3 separate regions of the Zea mays genome follow, and regions 1 and 2 are each linked to region 3. Evidence: chromatin contacts called from public Hi-C data. All regions are on one chromosome and are shown on one strand. The core of a region is the stretch at or near the end of the contact, and the rest is flanking DNA. Distances in the headings are between cores, read along the strand shown. Region 1 holds the start of LOC103633615 (aspartyl protease family protein 1). Region 2 holds the start of LOC100273959 (trafficking protein particle complex subunit 2-like protein). Region 3 holds the start of LOC103633620 (la-related protein 1B).

Evidence for each region. Hi-C and Micro-C count contacts between places; a contact is called where the count stands out from the background.
Region 1: a Hi-C map of ear shows a contact between it and region 3, with 2.9 times the contacts expected there. The contact joins the promoter of LOC103633615 here to the promoter of LOC103633620 in region 3. A contact is called at or near these places in 4 of 25 Hi-C or Micro-C datasets (ear, endosperm, leaf and 1 more).
Region 2: a contact with region 3 is called in a Hi-C map of leaf, with 2.4 times the contacts expected there. The contact joins the promoter of LOC100273959 here to the promoter of LOC103633620 in region 3. A contact is called at or near these places in 4 of 25 Hi-C or Micro-C datasets (ear and leaf) and 1 of 3 datasets of contacts at active chromatin or transcription factors (seedling).

What each region holds. Positions count from the first base shown.
Region 1 is chr7:184,272,842-184,277,390 of Zm-B73-REFERENCE-NAM-5.0, forward strand. It overlaps LOC103633615 (aspartyl protease family protein 1), which reads left to right and starts at 2,509. Exons shown (of 9, transcript XM_008655333.4): 1 at 2,509-3,283; 2 at 3,472-3,604; 3 at 3,682-4,148; 4 at 4,218-4,353; 5 at 4,429-4,502. The coding sequence starts at 3,027. LOC103633614 (pentatricopeptide repeat-containing protein At1g74850, chloroplastic-like) reads left to right here. Exons shown (of 5, transcript NM_001328386.1): 5 at 1-312.
Region 2 is chr7:184,331,214-184,335,575 of Zm-B73-REFERENCE-NAM-5.0, forward strand. LOC100273959 (trafficking protein particle complex subunit 2-like protein) reads left to right here and starts at 2,647. Exons shown (of 5, transcript XM_008655336.4): 1 at 2,647-2,858; 2 at 2,975-3,050; 3 at 3,693-3,771; 4 at 4,255-4,336. The coding sequence starts at 2,826. LOC100276799 reads left to right here. Exons shown (of 2, transcript NM_001150509.1): 2 at 2,175-2,447.
Region 3 is chr7:184,490,584-184,494,670 of Zm-B73-REFERENCE-NAM-5.0, forward strand. It overlaps LOC103633620 (la-related protein 1B), which reads left to right and starts at 2,637. Exons shown (of 7, transcript XM_020541135.3): 1 at 2,637-3,295; 2 at 3,408-4,087. The coding sequence starts at 2,936. LOC103633619 (a long non-coding RNA gene) reads right to left here and starts at 2,546. Exons shown (of 2, transcript XR_556595.3): 1 at 2,034-2,546; 2 at 1,111-1,689.

The DNA of each region.
Region 1 (4,549 bases), core at 1,259-3,758, 220 kb before region 3:
TCTGAACAAGGGGAGACGAGATGCAGGATACCAAGCGTATTTTCGGAGTTCGTCCATTCAGATCTCCGTCTCGGTCTCAGTTATCCAGGGTGGGTGCTACATACTGCAGATTCACATCTTGCCTGGAATTTATTTGGCTGGGGCTTGACAGTCAATGCTGAACTTGAGTTGCATTTCAGGCAGGATTTTAGCTCGTTGTAGGGAGAACGAGCTTATGGATGTTGTTGACTGTGTATGGCATCCTTGTGCGTCCAGCTCAAGTGCTCAACTCTGTAAAACATGATAGCCTGATAAGTCTGTTGATACGATCTGAATCCTGATGATGGGGATAGTGCCTGTAGTGTGATTTGTATTATTACCAGCTGAGTGACCATCTGTTGCTTGCTACTAATAAATCTCTCTTTATTAAAAGCTCCTACCATTTCCTCGCACCAGGAGGCTCCGCCGGGGACCCGAAACATTCATCAAATTCAGCTCGGAGCCCCGCCTGCCTCACCCGGTCGCCCCCGACCTGGCGACCAAAGCCGTGCCTACTGCCTACCGAGCCCCTCATCTCGGCGACCGTCTCTCTCTTCCTCGCTCTCGCCGACGGCAGCCCCGACCAATAACAACGTTTTTGCATTTGTTTTTATTGGCCACTTCGGTCGAACCAATATCTTTTTGCTTGATAGTTCTATTATATTGACAGGAAATGGTTATGTGTCCACTTGCATCTCGTAAAAACTCAACCGACCCTCATTTATGGTTGATTGTGTCTAACGACGAAAAACGTTACACTCATTGTTGGCATGGAAAAAAGAATTATACCACTTGTAGTAAGCACATCTTTTTAATTCATCTAGAGAAGGAAAAGTATGAGTTACTTTAATGTTGTCAGTTTTCACTAGTTCATCAAATGTTCTATGACACTTAGCAACATTAAAAGTAAATTTAACTTCTTGTCAAATCTTTTGAACCAGTTGTAAAGAAGAACAAGGTGAAGGTTTGACCTTTGTTGGCTAAACAAGTTCGGCGCTACATATATTTATGGATTCGTCATTCGAATTATCGCACTCCACTAAATGTATAGTACATCCGACCGATAGGCCAAAGCTCGTTGATGTAGCTGAGCTATCGAAAAGAACTGGGTGCCATCCAATTTATCTCTCAAGTAGGATAGCAACTCATTAAAGGCCAGCCCAGCTAGCTCTTTGTCCGCGACATGGATTTCAAAGCGTCGGTTTCTAGTGTCCCGGAACCTCCGGATATAACCGTTAACCAACTCTTCGCATCCTTGTAGGACTGAGGCCAAATCAACCAACCCTAATTCATATTCACCAGAAAAGAAATGCTCATAAAACTTACTTTTCAAATCATTCCAGGAATTAATGGAATTAGGAGGCTGGATGACTTACCATGCAAAAGCGGTACCAATAAAGGATAAAAAAAATAAACGAACACGAAAGACTTCCCCATCAGCCAAATCGCCTAGGTGTGCTAGTAACTGGCCAGTGTTGCGAATCCCCATTTGTTGACGACGTATTAGACATAGACATCTTATTACCATTTTCAAATAATGGAAAATTAGGAGCAACGGATTTCTCCAACGAACGTGTTAATTTTCTAATTGATTCTTCTAACCATCCAATCTATTTTTTCATTTGATTCTGCTGCTGATCTACATACTGTTTAGTAGATTGGATGTCGTCGGGTTTACTTACGTTGATGATTTGAAGCGAAGATACAAGAGATGCGACATCAGTCTCTCCATGTTCGACAACCTTCTGGTGGCGATCCACCGTGTATTGTGAGAAGAATTTCTCCTTCGCTTGACGCATGTAGGGCATGTTTGGTTCCTTACCTCAATTGCCACACTTTGCCTAACTTTTTTGTCTAAGGTTAGTTATTCAATTTGGATGACTAACCTTAGGCAAAGTGTGGCACATTTAGCCACAAACCAAACATGCATGTAGTCTTTGTATTGTTGTTGCCCATCGACCGTCATGCTTTCAACAACCGGCTTGTAGACATAGATCTCGACTCTCGGGAGGGACCCCGTCGGGGCGTAGAGATCCTAGTGTGTATTGGCGTCGTCAAGCCACCCAAGACGCTTCTAGTCAACATAGAGCTGAAAAGAGGTGAAGATTTGAGTAGAGGGAGGCTAAACTAAGGCTACTCCTAATGCATAAGGGTAAAAACGATAAGTAGAGTTATTAGATCGACTATGGAGGTTGCTAATAAATCACGCTATAAATTCAGAATTCTAATTGATTTTGTGTAGGGTCGAACCATTTATATCGCCACCACGGACCGTCCGGTGGTCCATCACCATGAAAGAAGTCTAGGCTCACGACGCGGATTCCAATCCAGCGTAACTTGGATTGGGCCAGGTTAAGCACGCATGACGTCCTGTCAACGGAACGGCTGTAGAAGCTAGATTGAACAAGAGTCAAAAACGCAGGCGGCAGCCGCCTCAACCCCCGGCAGTGACGATGACGATGTCACGTCGCAGGTGCAACCCAGATTGATTGAACACGTAATATATTATATATATAGCAGGCCGATCTGACTTTAATATATCCATCCTATGTAAGAAAATGGAAAGAAAAGAAAAACCCATCGCGGTCATTCAGCCACCACCACGGGTGTGTGTCATGTCATGATGAAAACTCAAATTTGATGAAAAAACACAAGGCAAGATCTTTTTTCAAGGCAAAATCGAAATCACACAGACAGACAAAAGAAAAGGCGACAGGCGGCAGGGAGTCCAAAGCGAAACTTCCAGCGCACTGACGCGTGACGTCTGACCCCGACGGGGCCCTCAACCTTCCCTCTCTCTCTCTGCTCCGTGGGCCCCACCACCCACCCTTCCCGCGGAAACCCACCTCGCAGTCGCAGCACTCGGAGGCGGCAGGTAGGCAGGTTGGGTTTCCTCCTTCCTCCTTCCATCCTCTCCTCCCCCTCTGGATAAATAGCAGGCCGCGGACACAGCCGAGACCTTTCCATTTCCAGAGTTCCAAGGCTTCCCTTTTACCCCTTCGCTTCCCATGGCGCCGTGGGTGTGGGTGGCGTTGCAGGCGGCCGCCGTGGCTGCGTCCGCGGCGGAGGCGCTGAGCCTGGACGTCCACCACCGCTACTCGGCCACCGTGCGGGAGTGGGCGGGGCACCGCGCGCCGCCAGCCGGGACGGCGGAGTACTACGCGGCGCTCGCCGGGCACGACCTCCGCCGGCGCTCGCTGGCGGGAGGGGGGGAGGTGGCCTTCGCCGACGGCAACGACACGTACCGGCTCAACGAACTGGGATTGTGAGAGCCACTACTACTCTGCTCAGACTCGCTCGCTTGCCGTCCTCGTCAATCTATAATCCTCTCAGTTGGCTTGGCTTGGGATCGGGGAGAGGGATGGAATCATTAGCATGCTGCTCTGCTGTTCCTTTTGGCTTTTTGGGGGGCTAACCGGCTAAAGAAGCCTAAAGCGGGCGGTGGTTGCGCAGCTTGCATTACGCGGTGGTGGCGCTGGGGACGCCGAACGTGACGTTCCTGGTGGCGCTGGACACCGGCAGCGACCTCTTCTGGGTGCCCTGCGACTGCATCAACTGCGCGCCACTAGTCTCACCCAACTACAGGGTACTACCACCAAACCAAATTGTCTGTAATCCATGGACTGTACTACCACCAAATTTTCATTGTGTAAATTTGCACAGGATCTCAAGTTCGACACTTACAGCCCTCAGAAGTCGAGCACTAGCCGAAAGGTCCCATGCAGCAGCAATTTGTGCGATGAACAGAGTGCATGCCGGTCAGCAAGCAGCAGCTGCCCCTACAGCATCCAATACCTGTCTGATAACACATCATCCACCGGTGTGCTGGTTGAGGATGTCCTGTACCTGGTCACGGAGTATGGGCGGCAACCCAAAATCGTTACGGCCCCCATAACGTTCGGCTGTGGACGGACTCAGACGGGTTCATTTCTGGGCACTGCTGCACCCAATGGTCTACTTGGCCTGGGCATGGACACCATATCGGTCCCCAGTTTGCTAGCAAGTCAGGGAGTTGCTGCTGCCAATTCCTTCTCCATGTGCTTCGCACAAGATGGCCATGGTAGAATCAATTTTGGGGACACTGGAAGCTCAGATCAGCAGGAAACCCCGTTAAACATGTATAAACAAAAGTAAGTACGTACGTACGTGTTCCCTTTCTTCTCGTCGTCAACCTCATATGTACGTTCTTCCATCTGCAGTCCATACTACAACATAAGCATCACTGGTGCTACGGTGGGGAGTAAATCCATTCACACCAAGTTCAACGCTATTGTTGACTCTGGCACCTCTTTCACAGCTCTGTCTGATCCGATGTACACTCAAATCACTAGCAGCGTAAGTGTGCAAAAGGATTTATAAATGATCTCTCGCTCTGCTTTTCTTCTTACACATGTTCATTCTTTTGATCAGTTCAACTCACAAGTCCAGGATAAGCCAAGCCAGCTTGACTCTTCTCTGCCCTTTGAATTTTGCTACTCTATAAGGTATCTTCATCTATTAACTAACAGCCTCTCATAGTTATATCTACACT
Region 2 (4,362 bases), core at 1,397-3,896, 160 kb before region 3:
TATGTCATTGTGAGGTCGGATTTACCCTGAGAAACGTGAAATTGGAGAAGAAACATCAATAGTATTAAATATAGTCTAATTACAAAGCTAATTACATAGATGAAGACTAAACAACGAGACAAATTCATTAAACATAATTAATCTATGATTAGCAAATATTTATTATAGCACCGCATGGACTAATCAGTCTTAATATGTTCGTCTTGCTGTTCAGTCTTCATCTATATAATTAGTTTTGTAATTAAACTATATTTAATACTCATAATTGATATTTAAACATCCAATGTGTCATGAACTAAACTTTAGGCTCATAAAAACACTCTATTAGATCCGTTTGGATCCAAGGGACTAAATTTTAGTCCTGTCACATCAGATGTTTGATTATTTGAATACTAGTTATAAGTATTAAATATAGTCTAATTACAAAACTAATTACACAGATAAGGACTAAACAGTAAGACGAGTCTATTAGATCTAACTAGTCCATGATTTGCACATGTGATGCTACAATAAACATTTGCTAATCATGGATTAATTAGGCTTAATAAATGTAGTTTTCATCTATGTAATTAGTTTTGTGATTAGACTATATTTAATACTCGTAATTGACATTTAAACACCCAATATGACACGGACTAAACTTTTAGTTAGTTGAACCAAACATAGTCAAATCCTTGTTCACAAACCGTGGTCAGTGCCCAATGAATTTGTTTGTGCTAAAGTTGTGGGCTTACAAGTTTTGAACACCTGTATTGGCCATAGGGCCTGTTTGTTTCGGTTTATGGCCAAATTTTGGCTGTTAAACGCTTCGTTTCTCAGTCCGCTTCTGTGAAAATTGCTCAAATTAACGTGAATACATCATGGTTATCAAAAAGTTGCTTAAGCACCTTTTAAACGCCTTTTAAGCGCCAAAACACTCTAAGTGCCTAAAGCGCTAGAACGTTTCACGAACAGCGTAAAACACTCGTTTTAGGCGCTACAACACTAATTTTAAGCGCTAGTTTTAGACGTTTAAACGCTATGGGCCGTGAAAAGTGACACTTTAACACTTTAGGGAGGTCCAGCTCCACCCCCAGCCCACGAGAGAATCATCGTGCACCCTAAAATGAGCCTGCCAGGGGTCATCCACCATCCGCTCGCCGCCCCTGCGCCTGTGATCTACCGCGGCAAGGAAGGGAGATTGAAATGTTGGTTACTAATATTCATGATTTGGATGATGGTTCCTGAGAGATCATGATGGAAGGGAGATTGAGAGTGATGCTTGTGTCATTGTGGTTGTGGGCATGTCGTTTTAGTTGATTGTGTGCATGTGGTTGTTAGATGTCATTTTAGAAGTTGCCGTTTTAGTTGATTGTGTGCTTGTGATTATGGATATGTCATCTTAGAACTTGTTTTATGGGAGATTGGTATTTCCCTTGATATTATTATGTGAGCTTATGTTATGTTGACATTTTGGTCATGTTTAAAAAGACGTTTTAAAGCTTACTTAAATGTTTTAAAGTAAAAAAGCAATCATGATTGCTTCAACGTTTTATCGCTTTAATAACCATGGAATACAGAATCCATCGAGTCATCGCGATGGTAGGAATCTGCTGTTTCCTAAACCGTGTAGACCCCGCTCCCATATTCCTTCGCTCGCAAGTTCCGCGATATTCAGATTCTGATGACAATTGGATTACACATGAACCTAGATTCTCAAAAAAGCTCTTCAGGAAAAAGCTGCCTCAAACAGGCCTATAGGGTGGTAACTGTAACTGGGTAATGTTTATCCATATCATTGTTCGAGCTTTCTTGTAACCTTGTTGCTATGCAACAGGTTAGTTTTCTAGTTTGACATAGGGTTCCTACTTTTTAAGAGTGAAACTTGTTTGGAAAGCTATGTATGCAGAAAATTGAATTTTATTGCCCTATTAATTGTTTGGGTACACTTAAAGGATAATTCTATTCTATGCTTACATGTAGGATCTCTATATTTTGGTCAATAAATATGCTGCTTAGCATATCGTATCAAGTGCAGTAGCAGAGCCAGAACTGATTTCATTTACCCATGTCATGTTAATCATTAAATCACATCTTAAATTTGTTTGATATGAAAATTCAGCTTGAACACAAATGCGCACAGGATATAAAAAGCTCCTTACAATACTAACCTCACTTGTGTACATGATCTTCAGGTGTTTTTTTCGTCACAACTGCTCTGGGATATAGGGTGCATCCACATCCAGGAAATCCAGAGAGAAAATTCGCCGCGGTTTGTTTTTTGTGGTCATGGATGAAAGCTGAAATCCCTGGAGCGAAGTCTCATGTTGAACTCCCCTTTGTTCATCAGTGAGGTGTGAATCCCTGGCAGAACGCCCTGCTGATTTTGTAACATGAACACAATGGCTTGGGGACAAAATAAGAACTGCGATCGAATGATTGATACAAGAAGCTACGTCTACACTCGCTTTATGTGACTTTGCCTGTTTCTCTGATCGAGTGTGTGAAATCTATGTACTGTTCTCACTTCTGAGTGAATTTATAAATGATCAAAGAGCTGAATATAATCTTTCTTCTTGAGACATTCGATTATGCACACGCTTTCGATACGGTATGAATCAAGATTCGTGCGTTGAGAAAGGGTTCTCCTGACCGTCCGATCGGTCCTTGGCATATGATGGCGTGCCTCTTGTCGTCATCGCCCATTCGCCCACACGAGCCTACCCAAAGAGCCCAGAGCCCGGGAGGTTACTTCGCTGCCTGAGGAGTCCCCGGCACCGGAGGTCTTGCTACCGGCTGGCGGCTTCTTCTTCCGTTCCTCCCCAAGTCCTCTTCCCGGAGGAATCATGATCGTCTGCGTCGCCGTTGTCGGCCACCAGGTCAGGACCCTCACCGCCCCACTCGGCCCTCGCGTCCGATCGTGCAGATCTGGCCTGATGCGATCTCGTCGTGAGCTTTTCCGTCGGTGCTGCAGAACAATCCGCTGTACCTGCAGAGCTTCACGGAGGCGGACGACGCCCTCAAGCTCCACCACATCGTCCACTGCTCTCTCGACGTCATCGACGAGCGAGGTAGCTAAGCGTCTCACCCGCCGCCGCCGCTGAGGACCATCGTGATCCAGATCTAGACGTCCTTCTTTTTAGCCCGGCTGTGAATAGCTGGGAGCTCTAGTTAGTTTATATCTGTTCAAATCTCTAGTTTGCAGTCATTTGAGAAACGGAGGAGATCATGTTCGTTAAATTGTGTGCTTGTTGCTCTGGAGTTAAATTAAAACTGAAATTTAGAAGCTGCATCACCAGTTTCAGGTCAGAAGAATCAAAATCTACTCTTCCAATTATATGGGGCCTGGCATTTGCCTGCCAGGCCTCCAACCAAAACAGGCCCTTAGTTACTGGAATGAGCATTAAAACTTGAGAATCGATCCAACTTGTACAAAAGGGGGCAAATTCAAATCATGTGGCATATGCGGACAAGAGCAGACCTGCCTTGTGAGGGCTTGGATATGCATAGAAGCTTAGTGGTTCTAGATGATTATTATGGACAAATGCAATGGTTGATTCAATCTTATTAGTGTAGTTTTAACCCAGTGATTTATTGGCATACAGAAATATCAATCTCCTTTTTCTCAGTGCTGTTAGGCTATTGCTTTTTTTTTTCATCTGAGAGACATTCTGTCGTTTTCTTATCTGCCTCAACATTCGTTCTGTTGACAGTGAGCAATCCTAAGAGGAGTGCACCTACATTGAATGAGACATTTTTGGGTCTTCTATACCCAACTGAGAACTACAAAGTGTAAGTCTCTTCCAGTTTTTTAGTTATTTGCTTAATTTGCCTGATGGCATATGCCTCCATTAGTTACAGAAGTTTCAAAAATATATTGTTTATATTTTCAAAAAAAAATCTACTTGAATGATTCACAAATGCGTTAAAACAATGACTACCAACTAAATATTTATGTGTTCCCTTGTCGCCAACTAAAGGGGTGTTTGAATGCACTATAGCTGATAGAACTAATAATTATATGTTAAAATTAGCTGAATACATCCAAACACTCTAGCTACTTTTAGCAAATTAGCTAATAGTTAGCTAGCTAATTCTACTAGCAAGTTTCAAAAATATATTGTTTGAATGCACTAGCTAATTCTATTTAGCCAACTAACTAATAGCTCTAGTGCATTCAAACACCCCCTAAATGTTCCTGTTAATAGCACTGCAATTCTTTTTGGCTCCCAATCGCTAGGAAATCGTTTAGTTATTATGATCTATCATGTGCAGGTATGGCTATTTGACAAACACAAAGGTCAAATTTATCATGGTCACGACTGATCTTGATGTCAAAGATGCAGATGCCAGAAATGTAAGCTCCTCAGTGGTTTAACTGTG
Region 3 (4,087 bases), core at 1,387-3,886:
TATATTTTTTATCCTATGTAATACGAAAGAAGACAATATATAATGCTAAAGCTCACAAGATGAGTTCCATATTTTGTTTCTCACCATTATTATCAATGGTGCTTTATTTGCATTTCCTTTTGAAGACCTTCGTACTCAAGCTAACACTTCAATGAAGTGATAACTTAAGGACGAAAGTCCAAATGTTTTAACATTATGTTGCCTTGTTTTTTATGTCATATAACAATTGAAAACAAGATCACAATATTAGCGCCCACCTCTGGTGAACTCACTTTCACGACCACTGCAAGCTTCGTCATTTCATTAAATGAAAACCATGGCAAGTGTCGACGCTTCATCAACAAGTTTGAAAAAGATTGTCCTCCCGATCACGGGATGCTCAAGTTTTGAACCAGCTAACAAAATGCATAAGAAAGAAGCTCAACGAAGGGTACAACATGTGGGGGGTTCAAGGACACTTCATCAAATCTAACTGGTCCCATATTCTGATTACCTTCTCTCAAGAGGACCTTCAGCTGATGAATTACCCACATAATGATGCAATGGTTATATCGTGTATCATTAAAGGATTCTTAGTCCACAATGTGCTAGTGGATACCGGAAGTGCAATAGATATTATTTTTTCTAAAGCCTTCGAAGAAATGCAATAACCAGATGACGAGATACAAGATGCAGTACTTCCTCTGTGTGGCTTTGGAGGAAAGCATATAACAGCATTCGGTAAAATACTAATGGCAATTACATTCAGCCATATTCATAACACAAGAACTGAGGAAGTTGTGTTCGACATAGTTGGCATGGAGTATCCCGATAATGCAACTGTTGGAAGAGGGACAATGAATGCCTTTAAAGTCGTGCTACATTCAACATACCTTTACAGGATAATCCATCCAATCAAGGCCCAATTTCCATATTTGGAAGTCAAGAATCTACAGGAAAAGTCGAAGGAAACTTGACAGACTCCAAGGTCATTCACAACATAGATGAAGCCGAAGCCCAAAATCAACAGAAGCACATAAGGGACAAGGCAACTTCGGCGGATCAGCCAAGGCTATACTTCTTTGTGAAGATATAGCCGATCAGAAATCACTCTTTGGAACACAATTATCAGAAGAGCAAGAAAAAAGCTTAAAAGTTCTTGTTCAACAATAGAGACGTATTTGCTTGCTCAACTGATGATTTACGTGGAGTAAATAGAAACATCATTGAGCACTCTCTCAACGTGGATCCTTCAACCAGACCAAGAAAGCAAAAACTGAGAAAAATGTCAAAAGACAAAGCTGAAGGAGCAAGAGCAGAAGTCAAAAGGCTTCTAAGTGTTGGGGTAATCAGGAAAGTTACTTACCTAGAATGGCTTGCCAATAATGTAATTAGATCTGATCATGGGTCACCCGACCCGACCAACCCAACCCGCTCAAAAAAAGACTTGGTCTGGCTCGATCCAACCAATGCAACAGACGGGTATGGATTATAATTTTTGACCCACAATAATTCATGGGCCATAATTTTTATCCAAAACCCGACCCAACAAAAAAAAAACTCGACCCAAAGCCAACAAATCCGACCCAACCCAAAAAAAACTTAACTCGACACGTCAAACAGGGAGGCACGGGCCAACCTGACCTAACATTAGACACGAGTGAGGTACGGGTCGTATTAAATGACCCCCCGATGTTTGCACAGGTCTACCTGTAATGGTGAAAAAAACAAATGAGAAGTGTAGAATGTGCATTTACCTCACGGATCTCGATAAAGCATGTTATTTCCTCTACTACAGATAGATTCACTTGTTGATGTCGCCTCTACTTTAGAGCTTATGAGACTACTAGACTGTTATCCAGAGTAGCATTAGACATCGATTAAAAAAAAAGATGGACAAAAAACAAGCTTCATCGCTTGATCATTTCAAGTGGTACATAATGTTATTCCAATGCCTGAGTGTCTGAAGAATGCTGGGGAAGCCGGAGCCTGACATACTGGGAAAACGGCTCGAGAGGGAGTTGGGGTGAAGGCGAACGCGGTTAGGGCCTCACCGAGGGGGTCGGGGTAGCGGAGGAGGTCGACGACGAGCGGTGGCGGCGCAATGAACTCCGGCGGGGTCGGGGTACCACGCCTAGAGGACCGTAAAGAGCTCGGAGATGATCGGGGAAGCAGCAGCGAGCTCCGGGGAGCACGATGGCACCCTTGGCGCGAACGGTGGTGCGACGGCGACAACGAGCGCTGACAGAGAGCAGCGAGGCACGGGAGGGGGCGCTGGTGCTCGGAATCGATGGCGGGGGTTCGAGTGGTACTGATAGAGGCGAGGCCGGGGCGAATCGGGCTCCAAATCGGTGGGGATCGACTCCGACCAATTTCCGTAAACGACGGAGAAAAAAAGGAAAGAAATACTCAGCGAGGGGAAGGGGAGTTGGTCGAGATCGTGGGGAAAAGAAGGGTGTCTCGGCGTGCTCCACTTGTGGCAAGGAATCAAACGAGGCAGCTCGACGTGGTGGCACGCACGGTGAGATCCTGGTGCAGGCGCGGGCGTGAAGAAGAAGAACGGAAGGGCTGTCGCGCGGGGCCCGACTATAAAAGAGAGAGGGGGAAAGGATGGGCACAATTGTCAGATAACTCCAGAAATTCCGCCGGAATTTGGTAACGGCAACTCGTCCGTTCGATCTCTCGCTGTGGTGGATACAGAATCCAAAGTTGCAGTCTAACTGCACGCAAATATGGAAGGAATCCGCCATCGTCGTCGTAATTTCCCACAAATACCCCCCCCGCTACTTCTGCTAATTACGCACCTAACCTCCCACCGCCGCCACACCGAGCCTCCTCTCCGGCCCCCGCCTTCCCAGTCCCCTCATCTCTCGTCTCTCCTCCTGCCTCCTCGTCCTCGCCTTCCCATTCCCCCGCCCCAAACCCCCAGCTCGATTCCCAGTCGTCTCGCCCCGTGATGTCGCCGGCTGCTGGTGGCCCCGCGCCCGCGCCAGCGCCAGCGCAATCAGCGGCCGCCGTTCCGCAGGCGATCGCGGTACCGCCGGAGTCCGGCCGTTCGGCGCCCGAGGCGTCCCGCAGGGATCCACCGGCCCACCCCGAGGGGGCCGATCCCACCAATGCGGCGGCAAGGAAGACAACGTGGAGCGTGCTGGCGCAGACCCCCGCCGCCGCGGCGGAGGCGACCCCAGAGGGCGGCGGCATCATCGGCGGGGACGCCTCGTGGCCGGCGCTCGTGGAGTCGACGCGCGCGTGCCCCAAGTCGGGCTCGTCCGACTCCCTCAATGCCCTCTCCGATGTTTCCGGCCCGCCTCCGCAGGTACTGAATCTCGCGATTTTTCCGATGCGCGTACATCTCTTGCGTTTCGGCGGTCCTGTTAAAATCAAAGTTTCCTATGAGTTTGATGAATCTGCTGATGCAATTAAATCAGGAGGATACAATTGCTGCTTCATCGGTACTTCCACATCCAGTTGTGGGGGCTAATCCGATTCCCACTGCCCAAAACCCTACCTCCATACCTCCTCGCACGCCTGCGGCTTCCTCTCAGCAGAACGGTGCCACAACCCAGACATTTCCAGTTCGGCGCAGTGGCAACCGTGGAAATGGTAGCAATGGTGGCGTCAGGGCTGCCAATAGTAGCGGAGGTGACGGGAGCAGCGGCAGTGGTGGTGATGGTAACTGGAATGATGGAAGCCTTGGTACTGACAGCGGTTGCAACAGCAGCAATGGCGATGGTCCCATCAATTTGGATGATAATGTCCCTGGCACTCGTTGTGCCCGTGGGAATGACAATGACAGCAGCAGAAATCCTTCTGGCAATGGCCACTGGAACCACAACATACGAGGTGGTGGTGGTGGTGGTGATGGGAACAATAGAAATAGCAGTGGTAGCAGCAACCACTGGAATAATAATCCCCGAAATAGTAGTAGTAGCAATGGCGTTGGAGGTCGTGGTGGTTACCGGGGTCGCCGTGACCATGAGAGAGGGGCTAATTTCTCCCCTAGGAACTTCCCAAGAGTTCCGGTAATGCCATATCAACAGCAGCAGCAGCCTGGCATCTACCAGCCTGGGCCCTTTCACCGACCACCACCACCGGCTGCCCATTTCAT